Linked DNA regions of Mus musculus: region 1 is linked to region 2. A link is a contact called in public HiChIP or PLAC-seq data. All regions are on one chromosome and are shown on one strand. Each heading gives the region's core, a stretch centred on a gene start, on an enhancer-like site or on the middle of the called end of the contact. The rest is flanking DNA. Distances are from core to core; before and after follow the strand shown. Region 1 has its middle 7.8 kb from the start of Gm30761. Region 2 overlaps Med27 (mediator complex subunit 27).

The links. HiChIP or PLAC-seq counts read pairs in DNA pulled down with a chosen protein or histone mark.
Region 1: a contact with region 2 is called in a RAD21 HiChIP or PLAC-seq map of pro-B cells, with 2.6 times the contacts expected there. The contact joins two enhancer-like sites. A contact is called at or near these places in 1 of 15 datasets of contacts at CTCF or cohesin (pro-B cells), 8 of 484 Hi-C or Micro-C datasets (B cells, bone marrow-derived macrophages, embryonic somatosensory cortex and 5 more), 3 of 115 datasets of contacts at active chromatin or transcription factors (bone marrow-derived dendritic cells, embryonic stem cells and pancreatic cancer cells) and 5 of 9 other capture datasets (adipose tissue, embryonic stem cells, liver and 2 more).

What each region holds. Positions count from the first base shown.
Region 1 is chr2:29,552,738-29,556,406 of GRCm38.p6, forward strand. No RefSeq gene overlaps it. Among named protein-coding and RNA genes, the nearest start is that of Gm30761, 7.8 kb to the left of the region's middle. Within about 2 kb of position 1,689, at least 17 of the 459 cell types and tissues checked have an H3K27ac peak or open chromatin away from gene starts, as enhancers often do. A contact at or near this core is called in pro-B cells, where this site is marked.
Region 2 is chr2:29,363,323-29,367,311 of GRCm38.p6, forward strand. The region is part of intron 2 of Med27 (mediator complex subunit 27); the gene reads left to right. Among named protein-coding and RNA genes, the nearest start is that of Med27, 19 kb to the left of the region's middle. Within about 2 kb of position 2,224, at least 30 of the 459 cell types and tissues checked have an H3K27ac peak or open chromatin away from gene starts, as enhancers often do. A contact at or near this core is called in pro-B cells, where this site is marked.

The sequences.
Region 1 (3,669 bases), core at 439-2,938, 190 kb after region 2:
CTGTGGGGTTGGGGTGTCAAGTCCCTGCATCCTTCTTCAGTCCTTGCTTGCTGCCAAGAATAGCTGCTCATCTTTCCCAGTTCTAGGCTGCGTTCAATTTTTAAGTATTTATTTATTTGTGTGTACATATGTGTGGGGGTGGTGAGTGCATTGGCCACAGCAGGTGAGTGGAGATCAAAAGATGACTGTTGGGAGTCCCGGTCTCTCCTTCTACCATGTGGGGCGGCAAGCACCCACACCCAATGCCTTCCAAAGCATGTGGGTGGGAGGAGATTCAGAGAGCATCTTGTGGAAGCTGGTTGCCTCCTTCCACCATGGGGTGGGGTGGGGGTCCTGGGAATTGAACCCAGGTCATAAGGCTTAGCAGCATCCCAGGAGCCACAGCTGTCTAGGAGCCCTGGTCCTGGATTGCCACCACCCACTTTTAGAGTGTGCCTCCCTACTTCAATTAACAATAAATATGTCCCTTACAGGCACGCCCAGAGGCTTGCATCTGACGGGAGTCCGGAGCCTGCCAGTTGACAACAGTAACTGTGACAGTTGTTTCTGGTTTGTTTTTTATGTACAACTTGGTGTGAAACTTGCTTTTCCTGGGAGCCTGTTGTAACATTCCATTCCATAAATCTTTTTTACTAACTTCTAAAACGTAATGTTTTGTGAAGGATGACTGAGAGCTAGCCTCCCTGGGCCCACTTCCTATGTTCTCTGACTCTCCCCACCCCCGCCCCCAGTCATTCTCTGGCTCGCTCTGGCTCTCTCCTTGGGCCCTTTCTTGGCATGTGCCTTTTCCCCTGGCCCCTTTCTCTAGGCAGGCTCCCACTCTGGGATCTCTCCCTCTGTGAACTGTCCGCCCCCACCCCCATGTTTTTGCTTTGGGCTCTTTTGATGGACAGCCTCACTGCAGCCCCCCACACACCTTTTCTCTGCTATGGCTAGTGCTGTCTCACCACAGATACCTTCCCATTATCTGAGCTATTTCCACCCATCAGTTTTCTCTTTGGTTTTCAGACCCTCTAATCCTTCCACAGGCATCTTTATCTCTGAGGTATGTTTAGGGATGGTCTGCCTCCAGGACACTGAGGTTATCCTAGCTGATACTATTTTAGTTGACAGTGGTGGGTTGATTGGGGGGGGGGCTTTACGTCTGGATTTACTTCTTGTTCTGTGGATCAGTTTGCCAGTCACTCAATGTCCTTGTGGCATTGGCCTCACAACATGTCTGAGTCTGGTGGTGTGGCAGCAGCAGCCTTGAGATCTATTTGGTTCTCATTTCCTTTCTGAATCAGCTTATCAAAGTCTAGGAAAAACCTGGGGCTGGAAAGGCTGCTCAGTGATTAGAGCACTGGCTGCTTTTGTAGAGGACCCAGTTTCCCCCGTACCCACATGGCAGCTCATGATTGGTTTTAACTCCAGCTCCAGGAGACCTGGAGCCCCCTTCTGGCTACTGTTGGTACTGCATGCATACATAAAAATAAAGGTATTTTTCTAAAAAAAGGAAAAACCTATTGACTGTAAAGAGCATATGCAGCCTTCCTGTTCATGAGCATGGTATGCCTCTGCTTTAATTTACATTCATTTCTCCCAGTGACATCGAGTAGCTTTGGGTGTCTACAACTCTTGACACAGTGATACTTACAGTTACCACACAGTGAAGTGTCTCTGGCTCGGCCCATGGCCTCTCCCAGAGGCTGAGGGTAGATGTGTGACTCAGTGAGTAATGGGGAAGTGAGAGTGGTCTGGAGACAGAAGGTGGTGCCAACAGTGTGCACATGCTTAATGCCAAGAAAACATGAGCTAAGGTAAGGTTAATGTGCGTCTTTGCCTGGCAAGGTGGTCTACACCTATAATCCCAGCACTGGGGAGTTAGAGGCAGGAAAGCAGGAGCTCAGGGCCAGCCTGGGCTACATGAGATCTCATCTGAGAAAAGCAAACAAGTTTGATGTTGTGTTTGATGTTGTATGCTCTTCCCACACTCGCTAACTCTGGGAGGCTGTCTCTGCTCGTGCTGCCGTGGGCCTAGAAAACAGGCTATGAGCTGATCTCTGAATGCAGGGACTGGGGGATGAAGCTTTTCACGTTTATTTTGCCTTTTTGTTTTTGTACAGTTTGTTTGTTTGCTTGTTTGTTTGTTTGTTTGTGGCAGGGCCTCACTACATAGCCCTGACTGGCCTGAAATTTAAAATGCTGCCAGGCTGGGTGTAACTCACGGTCCCTTGCTGCTTCACTCTTTCTATCTCCTGAGTTCGGGGATTAAAGGTGCCCACAACTATGCCCAGCCTTCTGGCCTTTTCTTTTCTATTTTCCTTCTTTTCTTAAGGTTTATTTTCATTTGTGTGGGGGTGTGGGGATGTATATGCAACAGCTGTCCACGGAGGCCAGAAGAGAGTCTCAGGTCCCCTGCAGCTGCAGTCATAGGCAGTTGTGATCTACCTGGGTGCTGGGAACTGAACTGTGGTCCTCCGTAAGAGCAGCAACGATTCTTAACCACGGCTCATCACTCCAGCCCCTCTGAAAGAGAAGCTGAAAGCTGAAAGCTTCTCTGTGTTTCTCTGCTTTCGTGTGTGTGTGTGTGTGTGTGTGTGTGTGTGTGTGTGTTTGTGTGTGTGTGTGTATGTGTGTGTGTGTGTGTTTAGGGAGCTTGAAACACACACACACTTCTTCCCCTCAAGACAGGGTTTCTCTGTATAGTCCTGGTTGTCCTGGGATCCACTCTGTAAACCAGGCTGGCCTTGAACTCAGAGATCTGCCCCCATGCCCAACTCAGACATGCATAATATTGAAAAAAAAAAAAACCTTAAATACAGAAAAGTGAGGAGAACAATAAAACATTGATGTATGTATTACTTTTGCAGCTTCAAAAAAAATCTATACTATGAGAAAAAAAATCAATGTTCTCAACCAAAACAAAAATGAAAAAAAGGAACAACGTAATTATTTGAAAAATACCCCTGGCTAAGCTTCAGTCAGAAAGTCAGGGGCAGAGTCGGGTTCCCCCTCCCCCACCCTCCCAGCACCTGTCCCTAGCCAGACAGTGGCTAGTGGGGCCACTTTAGGAAGACTGGATGGATCTTCGATCAGCCTTGACCCCCAACCCTGAGTCCATTACAGGCAGACACTACTCTTTTAAATCTATAGGATGGGCACTGTCCTGCATCCTACAGTTCCTTGTATTTGGGAAGCCAAGAGTTCAAAGCCAGCTTGAGCAATGTAGCAAGACTCCAGAAGGAAAAAAAAGCAACAGCAACAACAAAAACTGGAGGAGAGAGAAGGAAGGGAAAGGAGGCGGTTCTGGGCGGTTCTGGGCAGTTCTACTCTTGCTGGTTTTGGGAGCCTGATCTCCACGTACTAAGTCATCATGTCTAAACAGCATCTCAAACAAGTATCAAATGCGTTTTTGTGCTTCTTATTAGTTTGGATCCTGCTCCATGCTTCAGCCAAAGTCTGTAGTTCTAAGGCCCTGCCTAAGGCTACACCCCAAGACAGGGAACCCTCATCCCTGGAGAGCCAAGCAGGATGGGGACACGCAACCCAAGTATTGACTCTGATACACAAACCAGGGCTCAACCGCACATGGAGCAAAGAGTGAAGCACTTTTTCTGGGGCGTCTCGACCTTGTATTCTCTCTCTCTCTCTCTCTCTCTCTCTCTCTCTCTCTCTCTCTCTCTCTGT
Region 2 (3,989 bases), core at 974-3,473:
CCAACGGGGACCAGGTATTCAAACATAAGAGCTTATGGGGGCCATTCTCACACCACCACCACCACAGTTTTACCGAGAATAGCATGTAATGTAAATCTTATGACTTATTTACTTCTAGAATTTTCTATTCAACATTTCCAGACTGCTGCTGATTGTGGATAACTGAGACTATGGAAAGCTGAGCTATAGTTATGGGGATGACTGTATTTTCATTTGAGTCTATTTGGATCTCCTTTAGATGCTGGGAGTTCTGAAGGGTAATCTTGCTCATGTGTCCACTAGCCTTTTGTCCCAATTCAATACTCTACCTGGGGTCTCCAGTTGCCCGACTGCCCATCTGCTTCTCCATCCAGTGATCTACCCAAGGGAGCTTTGTTTGCCTCACTAGTTGTGTAGTGTGTGCTCGTGTGCGCGCGCATGTGTTGTGTGTTGTTTGTGTTCTTGTATGTGTACATGTGTGCCCCTGTGTGGAGGCCAGAGGGTGTTGTTTCTCAGGCACTGTTCACTTTTTGAGCTTCTCCCACTGGCTGGCAAGTAAGCCCCAGGAATCTTCTCCAGCACTGGGATTACAGTTACCATTTCTGCCTTTCCAAATGTGAATTCTAGGCATGAAGCATAGGTTCTCATGCTTCTAAGCCAAGCACTTTACTGACTGAGGCATCTCCTTGGCCCTGCCTTCCCATCTAAAATTACATTTTATAATTCAGCCTGTTTCCTTGAATTGAATGTATCAATTCAAGCCACTATGTCATGTCATCCATAGCTTCTATGATAAGCTGGACTCTTCTGAGCATCCAGAGAAACTGGACTCTCAGACTCTCCAGTGAACAGGAAGCAGTTGGGCCACCATTGAAGGATTTTGTGTTGCAATTCTAGCTGTGAGCTCTCAGCTGCTGCTCCAGGTGCCTGCCACCATAACTTCATACCACCATCCTGGACCATAACCCTCTGGAAGCCCCAAATAAACAGGAGTGTGCTTTCCTGTTTAAACCACTGGGATAGTTTCACTGTCTTCTTGCACAGAGTGAGTCTGAAGACACTTCTTTTCCAGGAGGGAATGCACCAAGCACTGGATAGGCACATTGTAGGCACTCAGTAGGTCTCAGTTTTCTTTACCTCCCTTCCCTCAGTGTTCCCTCAATGACCCTCAGACTCGGGTGGGGCTGTCTTAGTTATTTTTCTTATTTTGTTCTTTTTTTGGTTTTTCAAGACAGGGTTTCTCTGTGCAGCCCTGGCTGTCCTGGAACTCACTTTGTAGACCAGGCTGGCCTCAAACTCAGAAATCCGCCTGCCTCTGCCTCCCAAATGCTGGGATTAAAGGCATGTGCCACCATGCCCGGCCTTAATTATTTTTCTATTGCTTTGATAAAATACCATGACCAAGACAATTTATAGAAGGAAGGGTTTATTGGGGCTTCCAGAGGGTTATGGTCCAGGATGGTGATATGAAGGCAGGTACCTGGAGCAGCAGCTGAGAGCTCACAGCTAGAATTGCAGACAGGAAACAGAAAGGGCTAATTTAGAATGGCCTATGTTTTTTGAAACTCTAAAGCCTGCCCCTATGACATACTTCTAGCAAGACCACACCTCCTAATCTTCTTCTAACAGCCTCCAGTTGGATACCAGGCATTAAATGCCTAAGGCTTATAGGGGACATCTCATTTAAACTATCACAGTGGGATAACAAAATTTAAAAAAAATAGCAACCTAGAAAGCCAGCAGTGGGTGTGGCGGCCTCCACTCTCAGCCCTTTGCTTTTAACAGAGCAGCTGTGTTGGTTCTGTGTGTGTGCACTCAGACATTGGGACTGTGGTGTTTTCACAGACAGAGCAACCACAGTGTCCTGCCAGCAGCTCGCAGGGATCCTTGGCCACAACAGTGTACTTGGGGACGTCTGCCCATGAAGCTCAAATGTAGTCATTTCCTAGCAGATGTGTCTCTCTCTCTCCTGGGGACGGTGCCTTTCCTGTTGTGACCTCCCCCTAGGAGAGGAGCATCTTTCCCAGTTGCTTAACTATTGTAGGCATGGCATGTCTCGCTTTCCAGGAGCAGTGTCACAGCCTTGGGGGCCCCGGGAAGCAGAAGCTCCTCTGCCCAATCTCCCCTTCACCTTGCTCCTAGGGGAACATTGACAGTGTCTGCGGTTTTCTGTGGCCTCAGTGTGCTTCTCAGAGAGCCTCAGAAGGCAGGCACAGGAAGTGTTTGCTGCCAGGAGCAAGGCACTACTGCTTGTTAGCAGTCTCTACCAGCCTCCCTGACTTTCCTGTCTACCCCACACTGCAGCAGAGTGGTCTTTCAGAACATAGGTTTGGTAATATAGCTCTGCTAATAAGATTGGCTAAGGACTTCTTGTGCACTGACAGTCCCGGACTGTCTCAGTTGTGCTCCAGCTTGGTGCCTGGTCACCCTGTGGTGCCCATAAGCACCCTGATGTCCCATGCTCTGCTTCAGTGGACTCCAATTCCTTTTTTTTTTTTTTTTTTGCTTGACTCATGGTTCCTCTCTTGTGTGTTTGTTTAGAATCATACACTGGGAAAATTCTGACCCCACAGCTGGGGTGAGATGCCCCTCTGTGAGCTTTTGCTACCTGCTCTCCCCATGATGATGCTATTATGACCTGACTCAGTTGAGCTCTAGGTACTGGACCAGGACTGGGGACCGTGCCATGCTGTTTGTCCTTGTATTTCTGGTGTCCACCAAAGCTCATCAGAAGAAAACAAACCAACAAGGACAACTCCCACTGGGAAAGTGGCATTTCATATCCACAGTTTTGAGAGACAGAAACGGGGAACCGTGGTAGGTCCTCATTTGTTGGTGGGTTGGGGGTCTCTGACAGCTGTAGGAGATCTGTCTTTGGTTTATGCATTCCACTCAGGGGAGGCTTGCTGAAGGATAATGCATATTAAGGTTGTTGTTGTTTTTAAAACTACTTTGGGGATATAAACAGAAGGCAAATTGTCTTGATTATTTTAAGGTAGATAGGAAAAGGACAGGATAAGGGTAAAGTAAAAGTTAAAGAAATACCTTGTCTTAGTTAGGGTTTCCATTGCTGTAAAGAGACACCATGACCAGGGCAACTCTTATAACAAAACAAAACCATTTAACTAGGGTTGGCTTACAGTTGCAGAGGGCTAGTCCATTATTGTCATGGCAGGGAGCATGGCAGCATGCAGCCAGATATAGTGCTGGAGGAGCCAAGAGTTCTCCATCTTGATCTGAGGGCAGCCAGGAGGAGACTGGAATTCCACACTAGACAGAGCTTGAGCATAGGAGACCTCAAAGCCCACCCACACAGTGACATACTTCCTCCAACACAGCTAAATCTACTCCAACAAGGCCACACCTCATAATAGTGCTACTCCCGATAGGCCAAGCATTCAAACTCATGAATCTACAGGGGCCAAACCTATTCAAACCACCACACACCTCATAGCATTGTGCAGTGTGAAGCTTGGGCCTGCTCTTCATCTTTTCAAACTTGGGAGATATGGTGTCTAAATGGGACTAAAGCGTTGGCCTTGGGGCCAGGATGCCTGGGTTCACAGTCTACTTTTTCACCGGTTTGTAACTTTGAACAATCCTGTCTCCTGGTGTGTAAACTGGGGCTCAGGACAGCCTCCACCTCAGGGTTGCTTTGAGCCCAGAGCTTATGATAAGTTAGGGTCACAGGAGAGTGGTTGACGTGCTGGGAGTTAAGCCCACATTTTACAGTGAATGTTCCGCTCTGTTTATCAGACTGCTGCAACCACAACAATGTAACTTAAAATTACACAGATTAGGCAGCGGATAGCTTAGCTAGTAAAGGGACCTGAATTTGATTCCCTCAGAACCCTTTTTTATTTGTTTATTTATTTGTATATATATATATATTTTTTTTTTTTCGAGACAGGGTTTCTCTGTGTAGCTCTGGCTGTCCTGGAATTCACTTTGTAGACCAGGCTGGCTTCGAACTCAGAAATCCACCTGCCTCTGCCTCCCAAGTGCTGGGA